3 separate regions of the Mus musculus genome follow, and all the other regions are linked to region 2. A link is a contact called in public Hi-C and HiChIP or PLAC-seq data. All regions are on one chromosome and are shown on one strand. Each heading gives the region's core, a stretch centred on a gene start, on an enhancer-like site or on the middle of the called end of the contact. The rest is flanking DNA. Distances are from core to core; before and after follow the strand shown.

What was found. Hi-C and Micro-C count contacts between places; a contact is called where the count stands out from the background. HiChIP or PLAC-seq counts read pairs in DNA pulled down with a chosen protein or histone mark.
Region 1: a contact with region 2 is called in a Hi-C map of uterus, with 4 times the contacts expected there. The contact joins two enhancer-like sites. A contact is called at or near these places in 1 of 15 datasets of contacts at CTCF or cohesin (the NIH/3T3 cell line) and 1 of 484 Hi-C or Micro-C datasets (uterus).
Region 3: an H3K27ac HiChIP or PLAC-seq map of trophoblast stem cells shows a contact between it and region 2, with 10 read pairs. The contact joins two enhancer-like sites. A contact is called at or near these places in 4 of 115 datasets of contacts at active chromatin or transcription factors (embryonic stem cells, extraembryonic endoderm stem cells and trophoblast stem cells) and 1 of 9 other capture datasets (embryonic stem cells).

The regions. Positions count from the first base shown.
Region 1 is chr6:108,305,118-108,307,817 of GRCm38.p6, reverse strand. The region is part of intron 4 of Itpr1 (inositol 1,4,5-trisphosphate receptor 1); the gene reads right to left. Among named protein-coding and RNA genes, the nearest start is that of Itpr1, 93 kb to the right of the region's middle. Within about 2 kb of position 1,312, at least 214 of the 459 cell types and tissues checked have an H3K27ac peak or open chromatin away from gene starts, as enhancers often do. A contact at or near this core is called in uterus, where this site is marked.
Region 2 is chr6:108,708,397-108,711,096 of GRCm38.p6, reverse strand. No RefSeq gene overlaps it. Among named protein-coding and RNA genes, the nearest start is that of Gm35359, 22 kb to the left of the region's middle. Within about 2 kb of position 1,431, at least 248 of the 459 cell types and tissues checked have an H3K27ac peak or open chromatin away from gene starts, as enhancers often do. A contact at or near this core is called in embryonic stem cells, trophoblast stem cells and uterus, where this site is marked.
Region 3 is chr6:108,248,454-108,251,153 of GRCm38.p6, reverse strand. All of the region lies in intron 4 of Itpr1 (inositol 1,4,5-trisphosphate receptor 1), which reads right to left. Among named protein-coding and RNA genes, the nearest start is that of Itpr1, 37 kb to the right of the region's middle. Within about 2 kb of position 1,348, at least 103 of the 459 cell types and tissues checked have an H3K27ac peak or open chromatin away from gene starts, as enhancers often do. A contact at or near this core is called in embryonic stem cells and trophoblast stem cells, where this site is marked.

The DNA of each region.
Region 1 (2,700 bases), core at 63-2,562, 400 kb after region 2:
TAATACATCCTGACAGCATGGAGCTCAGGGTAATTGTGGTATTGAACACGTGCAGTCTTCCCTTCTACATCTCTCTCCCTCTACCCTAGCAAGCTGCCAGATGTCACTCCTTTGCCAGACAGTGAACTGCTGGGGATTTGGGAAAAGAGGGAAGTCATTTTGGACAGGCAGAGCTGGAAGAGAGAAATGTAGGCATGCTTTAAAAAAAGAGGGGTGACCGGGGGTAGGGGGTGTGGGGGGTAGGCTTCACCAACAAGTTCTAGAAAACGAAAGTGACTTCAAAGCTTGCCCAATCCTCACCACCATGGAGAGGCAGGCCATGAAAGATGGGAGGGAAAAACCGGTCTCAGGGTAGCTAGGCAGCCGCCTCAAACCATTACCAAATTCAACTTCCCTTTTTAAAAATAAATAAAAGTTTTTTAGAGAAATGTTCCTGTCTGAGCCAGGAGCAAGGACTACTCCATTAACTCCACCCTCATCTTCAGCTCCACCTTTCATCCAGAAACATCTAACTTGCATTCAACACACTACAAACTTCCTTTTTAGGCTAAAGCACAAACTAACCATGGCCTGAAAGATAAACCACACCTTCTTGTCACTCTTGTGTTCAGTCTAATTATTTTTAAAGTGCTGCTGCTCGGCTTGCCCAGGTCGGGAGGCTAGATCCCACCAGGAAGAGGAGCAGGAAGGGGAGGGGCAGCCGCCTGAGTGGGAACCACTAAGATGACTGTTTCTTTATGACACCGGAAGCCGTACTTCAGAAGATAACTGAGGACATGGATCTGACTGAAATCAATGTCATCTATCCTGTGGTAGATAAAGCCCTCCAAGAAGCAGAGCCAGAGAGAATAACGAGGGGAAAGGCAATCTAGGCAGCAGGATCCTGGGAAATGAGAAGGACCAGCCCACTTGGGGCTCGGAAGAAAGGAAAAACAAACAAACAAACAACAGAAACCAAACAAACAAACAACAACAGAAACCAAACAAACAAAACACCGGAACACTCTGGAGTCCCTGGTTTCAAAAGGAAGTTTATTCTTAACTATACACCTATTGTTAAACATCTCATTAGCCTGAGGTCCAAACATCACCTGCCCTGGAACCAGTGAGAATCCATTAGGATCCCCATTAGAACCAGGAACCCCAAGCTTCCAGCAAGCTCTAGTTCTCCTCAGGAGATGGTGGAGGGCAATAGTGCTTGAAACAGTGAAAAGGCCCTTTCCAGGAATAACGAACTCCACAGCTGACCATATAAGGCAAATGAAAGCAAAAGGCCAGGGAGGCTCTTCCTCGGAGCAGCCGGATAAGGGACAGGGACACACACCCCAACTCGAGCCTGGACTGTCTGGATTGTGGACAGGAAGAGAAAATGCTAAGAGCTACAAAAGCGAAAACACGGAGGGAGCCAAAGGAGAAGCCGGGGTGCGCTGTTTCCAGCCGGGGAACAGGCTTGGCCTGGGAACCTTCAGACACTGTGCGCTGCTGTGCACAGACCCTGTGAAACTGTGCAAACGGGCAGAGTCTGGCACTAGAATTCAAAAGTAACTGCTTTTTTTCAAATCCCCAAGTACAGACTCATAGTCTACAGCTTCTATAGGACCTCGGTGTTACATATGAACCTACACAATCAATTTCCATCTTTCAAATAAAAACATTTACAAGGCTGATTTCATCTAAGTGTTTATTTCACTGTTTTTTTCTTTTTTCTTCCAAACTAAGTCCAAAGTTCATGTTTTAGGAACTCTCCTTATAGAAGAAACAACTCGGTTCTTTAAACTATATTTTCCTCCTCCCTTATGCCAAGAGTCCTTTATATGCTGAGAAAATTTACAATAAATAGCAGAGGGGATGATTGCTATTGTTATAATAAAGGTTGGCTGTGGGGGAGGAAAACAAAACTCTCTAATACAGGGTTCAAGCTTAGATTCTGCCACTGTCTCCTGTGGGTTTTTAGAAATGTCACCAAGCCAGAGTGTGGGCATATGACAAGAGAAGACAGAAGCACCCAGACAGATGGGAAGAGAGCACATTCCATAGATTTTTCCAGAAAAACCTAGCCCTGCTTTTCCTCTCCTTGAGCCATGTAGATTTCTAAAAGCAAAGCGGCTCACTGGAAACTGTAACAAACCATTAACAAACCATCAGTCGGGAAGAGAGGTTTGTAAAGGGTTAAGTGCTCAGAAAACAGTCTGTCACCTAGTTAACAGTGTCTGCCTTCCAGGACCAGAGTCCGGCCTATCCACTTCCTTTCTGTGCAATGCCCTCTCTCACTCATTCTCCGGCATTAGTTATGTTTCGGGAGTCTGGAAAGAATCTTGCCAACCTCAGCAGTGTAGGAAGATGCTCAAGGCTATCTGCATCTTGACCCTGACCGAAGGCAGAAGCAGCAAGATATACAGGCTGGTGGGAGAGGAGAAAGTGGCCATCTATCTCCTAAATAGACTCAAAACTGGGTCAGCTGGCTCACCCTGGACACACTGAGGGAGGTAGGAGGTGTCTCACTCTCAGCGGAAACCCAGCCCTCAGGCTGTAAACTACCCAGCTACTTCTCTGGCGCGTTCCAACGTTGCTACATCAGAAAGCTCATTACGGGGATGGAAGGGGTACTTGACAAAAGCAAAGAGGTGTCCAATCTCTAGGTTCGGAGATTGATATCTAAGGTTAGTTGTGTGACTGCATGGAGCACACTTGATCTGACTT
Region 2 (2,700 bases), core at 182-2,681:
TACTGACAGAGAGGGAGCCACCCTACACCGCAGGCTTCAGGATTAAAACTCATTTCCACTCTAAATACTTGAGTGCCCAGATAAGCTTCATTGAGTGGGTTACATCTTAGCGGTAGTAGAAATTAAAACTGTGAAAGTTTTAAAAGTATCTCTAATTTGGGGTTGGAGAAATGACTCATTGGTTAAGAGCACTTTTATGGCTCCTGTAGAGGTCCAGGGTATCTGACGCCCCCTTCTGGCCTGCACAGCCACCTACATCCTACATGCACAAACTTCATAGAAACTCTCTCTCTCTCTCTCTCTCTCTCTCTCTCTCTCTCTCTCTCACACACACACACACACACACACACACACACACACACACACACACACCCCAGCACAATTCATTTAAAAGTAGTAATCTAGGTGTTGCGGAATCCATGGCTATAATTCTAGGATGCAGGATGGGAGATGGCTTTACAGGTAAAGTCTTGACACCTTGCCTGTTGACCTGAGTTAATTCCTAAGACGAACACGGTGGAAAGAGAGACCTGAATCTAACAAACTGTTTTCTGACCTTTAGATCAGTTCTCCCTCTATATCTTAGTCTCTGTGTCTCTTCTCTCTGTCTCTGTCTGTCTCTCTCTACTCCCTCCCTTTACCCTCCCTCTCTCCCTCTCTCCCCTAATACAAAGAGAGACCCTGTCTTAAAATCTTAAAACAGCAAAAACAGATTGTGCGGTGAACATAAAACGCAAATTCTGGTCCTGACTAGTTCCTAGCGTGGCTGAGAGACTATGGGCATATCTCTGTCCTCTCTGGGCCTCCATTTCCTGATCTGTTTTACTGTGGAGACATCTGTCGCACCCCAGCCCTGCCAACTCTCCTAGCCCTCTCTAAAGGTCTGGGAGGTCCCAGACAGAATTTTAGAACGATTCTCCTTTTTGCCCAGAAGAGGGCGATGGAGACCGGCCATGGCTGGACCACTTCTAACCCCGAGGCGGTTCACAGACTCCTGATCGGTCCACAAGGATCCCTCGTGATCCGGGCGGTTTCCTTGGCACCAGCTGACATTGGTATCCCAGGCCACCTGGGCGGTCCAAGTGAGAGAAGGAGCTCTGGACGCCTTCCATATTGACCCAAAAATGGCCAGTCTGGGTATTCAGATTCCTCCTATCCCAATCTGGGAAGAGCCACAGAGACTTGGTTTGAGGAAAGACACATTGTCCCCACCTGCACTGCGTCTTTGGGTGAGAAACCACCCAGAAGCTATTTACTCCAAAGAGAAAACTGGGCGGGGTGGCCGGAAAGGAACAAGACACAGAGCTGCGCCAGGTCCTTGGGGATTGCCTGCCACTGGCGGGCTGCGCTTGCATCAGCGCCTGCTGGGGCTGGGGCAGGGGCCTGGCCACCAGCGACGTCAGCCTCTTTCCCAGAAGAATTCCACTTCCTGCGGTCCGGGCCCCAGAAGTGTGGGAGTGGTGGGGGTTGGTTTCTTAGGATGACACCACTCAGTATGCTGCATCTCCTCATTCGCACACGCTGTTGTCATGGAGACGAACAGCATCCTGACAGCCCCGGAGAGGCCAATTCGCCCACAAGAAATGACCGGGGCATGGCCGACTCAGGAAAACACTGACTGTGTGGGGTGCTGGGTCAAGGAAAACAGCAGCCACGGGTCCCTGAATTTGGCCCCAGGGATGGGTGGGAGGGATGAGGGAACCAATTTCTGTGATGCGATTTCAAAGCTGGAGGCGTCTTAGTCCAGAGAAAAGCTTTGAAAGCACGTGGCTAGCTAGCAAAAGTTTCTTCCTCCTCCCCCTCTTCCCTCTCCTCTTCTTCCTGCTTCTCCTCTTGTCGGCTTCTTTCCCCAATTTTCTTAGGACTCTCTAAGATTTCCCGACCTCATCAGCTCTTATCGAAGGCAGTGTTAGTATTAATTCGCTTAAGTAAACATTTGTTAAGCGGTCAGGGTGTAACTTGCAAAGTTACACGGGTAAAAGACCTCCTTTCGTCTTCGCCATGACTCAAGTGCTGCTGTCACCTTTTCCGAGGAACTATCCAGTTCGTGGGCGATCTCCTAGGAAGTCAAGTCAACTCCCGCTCTCTAGCCATTACCGAGCACCTGCCAGAACAGCAGCTAATACGGCATGCAGCATGTGTGATTTTTTTCCTCTGATGCTCCACTGTGACTGCCCTAAGACTAAGCACCGAATCTCTAATTATGGGTTGGTAAATTTGAGATTATTAACCCCCAATCACGAGGAAACCTTGTGCCTGGATCAGGAGTCTGTGAACCACCTCAGGGTTAGAGAAGCAAAATAACCCTTACTAAAACATATTTTGAAATACAGAAATGCTGGGCATGGTGGTGCACACCTTTAATCCCAGCACTAGGGAGGCAGAGGCAGGCAGATTTCTGAGTTCGAGGCCAGCCTGGTCTACAAAATGAGTTCCAGGACAGCTAGGGCTACGCAGAGAAACCCTGTCTCGAAGGAAAAAAAAAAAATGAGTATTTAGTACACTGGCGTTGGCTTTGTGAAAAATAGAGTGCATTGCCTACCTAGACAAGTCCTTTCGTTTGAGCCATTTCTGTTGCGGCCGCCAGCAGCTCGCAACGTGAACGGTTCGACTGAGAAGGCCACTCGAGCTGTAAGAGAGGAATCTAGACGGGGCGAAAAAAGAAACGGAGCTAAGACAATTTCATTCTGATCAAAGCTC
Region 3 (2,700 bases), core at 99-2,598, 460 kb after region 2:
TAAACACCACACTAGAAGGTCAGGGTTATAGTTAGCATATATCTCTAGTCTATGAACGCAGCTCTGATTGACATATTTGGGAAGGACACAAAAATGGGCAAAGTAGTTGTGTTGGGGCCAGACTGCTTGGATTTCCATTCTGGTTCTATCATTGCTAGCTGTATGACCTTAAACCAAGCACTGTACCTCTTGTATATCAGCGTCTCCATCCATAGAAGAGCAACTTCCTTCTAGAATTGTTCTAAGACTAAATAAACAGATGTATATAAAGGAAACTATAAGATTCAATAAATTGATTTAACTAATTTAAGTAAAGACTGAACAAAGTATTCACAACCACCTATTTGTGTTTACAGAAGGCAGGTTATTAACACAGGAAAACGGGACAAAACTTTATTTTGCTTTAATCCATGACCCCAAAGAACAAAGGGAAGCTTTGGGTACAATCCAATCCCAATTCTGACACAGCATCATTCTCTGTCTCCAGCACCCTAGTTATCCCAGTCCGATTTTCTCACTTGGCAAACGAGGAAGAGACAAAGTTATCATAGGCTCAAGTGATTCACCGCATGTTCATCTTCATTGATGCCCTTAAGACAGGACTATAAAAACCCTTTGCCAAAAGAAAAGTCCTTAATCAAGCACTACATTCTGCTGTCAGAAGGACCATACAATGATATGACAATTGACCCAATTACTTCTGGCTGGGATTTCAAAATCCATTTGTTCTAGAATGGAAGAAGCCACATCACATCAGCGGGATTGAATTAGAGGACACGGTAATCATATTTATTTTGCTGGGAACATTTTCAGGATAAAACAGCTGAAAATTAATCCCATTAACAAGTAAATTAACTATTAGGGTAAGTGAATGTGAAACAGACACTTGAGTTCTATTTGCCAAGGGTGACTCAAATATTCAAAAATAAATGGACTCAGAGCAGGAGAGTACTTGTGTCCATTCATTATACGAGAGGCCACAGGCACACATCTCATATCGTCAAGAAAGTGGGCAGAAACACACGGGGAGCTACTGGAAGAAGTGTGTGGGACTCCTGCAATAATCAAGCTACAGGAACCAGCCCCACTGATTGTGTAACACCCTGGAAGCATTCTAGGTTGCCCAGGGAATTGATTTAAATTACAGCTTTGTTCCCTTTCAATGGAGTCTGTTGGTGCAAGATTGAGATAAGCCAGCAAATCTGAAATGAAGATTATAAAAACCTACTAATCTTTTCATTAAATTTGAATTGACTTTGTGAATAAAGAACACGTTGCAAGAGCCTCTCCTGCAAGGCAGCTTCACACATAGGCAATATCTTCAATATGCCCCACGGCATGATTCTGACGCGTACCTTCAACAGACTGATGGGTTTTTTTTTCCCTTACCTAACAAGACAGGCAAAGAGTAAGCTCTGCATTCCTGTCATGGATTAAAATCAGAAGAACAAACAAAATTTAAGTTAGGCCCTCCCCTTTGCATGTGGGTATTTAAAACTAAATAAGATATGGGTTCATTCCTTGGATGCCTTGCCAAAAAGAAGGGGGGGGGGGGGTAGGAGAGAATGTTGCTTAGCAACAATTAAAACAATGTGCAGCAAAGGAACAGGGTTTGAAAGAAAGCTAAGCCAGCAGGCTTGTTAGAGTCACCCTGAAAGACCTTTGTGACCCAAGATCCTGGCTGTGTCTCCTTCTGGCCTCAGGGTGAAAGTCTGTCTGTTTCCTTTTTATCTAGACAGAGACAACTTGTAATCCCAGGGAAAAGGAGATCTACTTCTAGGCAGCTCCAGGCTCCTGAATACCAATGCTTTCTTGTGAAATATGAACCTGCCCATTTCCAGTCCCGGCCGGCTGCAGTGTCTAGAGCTGGAATGGATATGGGGAGATATTTCACTAAACCTGCACTTAACGAATGGGGAAACAGACACATAAAGACACGGTGGTTTCTCCAAGATAATGAAGCCGTTTGCAGTAGCCAACCAGCCTCCAGCTCTGGCCTCACATGACATCCTTTTCTCAGTGTCCTACCTAGGCCTAAACCACAAGCAAGTCTATGATCCAGTAAGTAGGTTTTGACTATTTGTATCACTGACCCTGAAATAGGCCACTCCTGGTGGAGACACCTACCAACGTTGCCAGGAAGTTTCAAGGCTAATTACAAAGTGGATGGACCAAATATAAAACACTTCAGTCCTTCCCCCATTAAGACAGCTTATTAAATCTCCAAGACCCCTCAGAGAGGGACTGACATTCTGCAAGCACTCTAGAAAAGGAGAACAAAGGTCTGGCAAAAGGAAAAAGGCCAGAGGCTTAGCCCTCAAATCCATAGCTATGCACTGGGCCTCAGTCCAACTCACAGAGGAAAGTAACGCTTCTCCCATGCTCATTGCAAGAGCTAGACTCGCAGGCTGTCGTGTCTCGGAGCCCAGGCTGAGGAACCAGAGACTTTCAGCTCACACCCAACTTGAAATGCTCAGACACTGGTTACACTGCCTTGGGCTAGACCCTTAATGGCTCCACAAACATGTCCCAATCATGTGGACATTATGCATATTCCTGAGCTAGTGTTGGGAACAGCTGAAGATTCATTGTAACAAAGGGTCCAAGGCAGCCAGCCAGCCAGCCTGCCTGCCTGCCTGCCTGCCTGCCTGCCTGCCTGCCTGCCTGCCTGCCTCCCTCCCTCCCTCCCTCCCTTCCTTC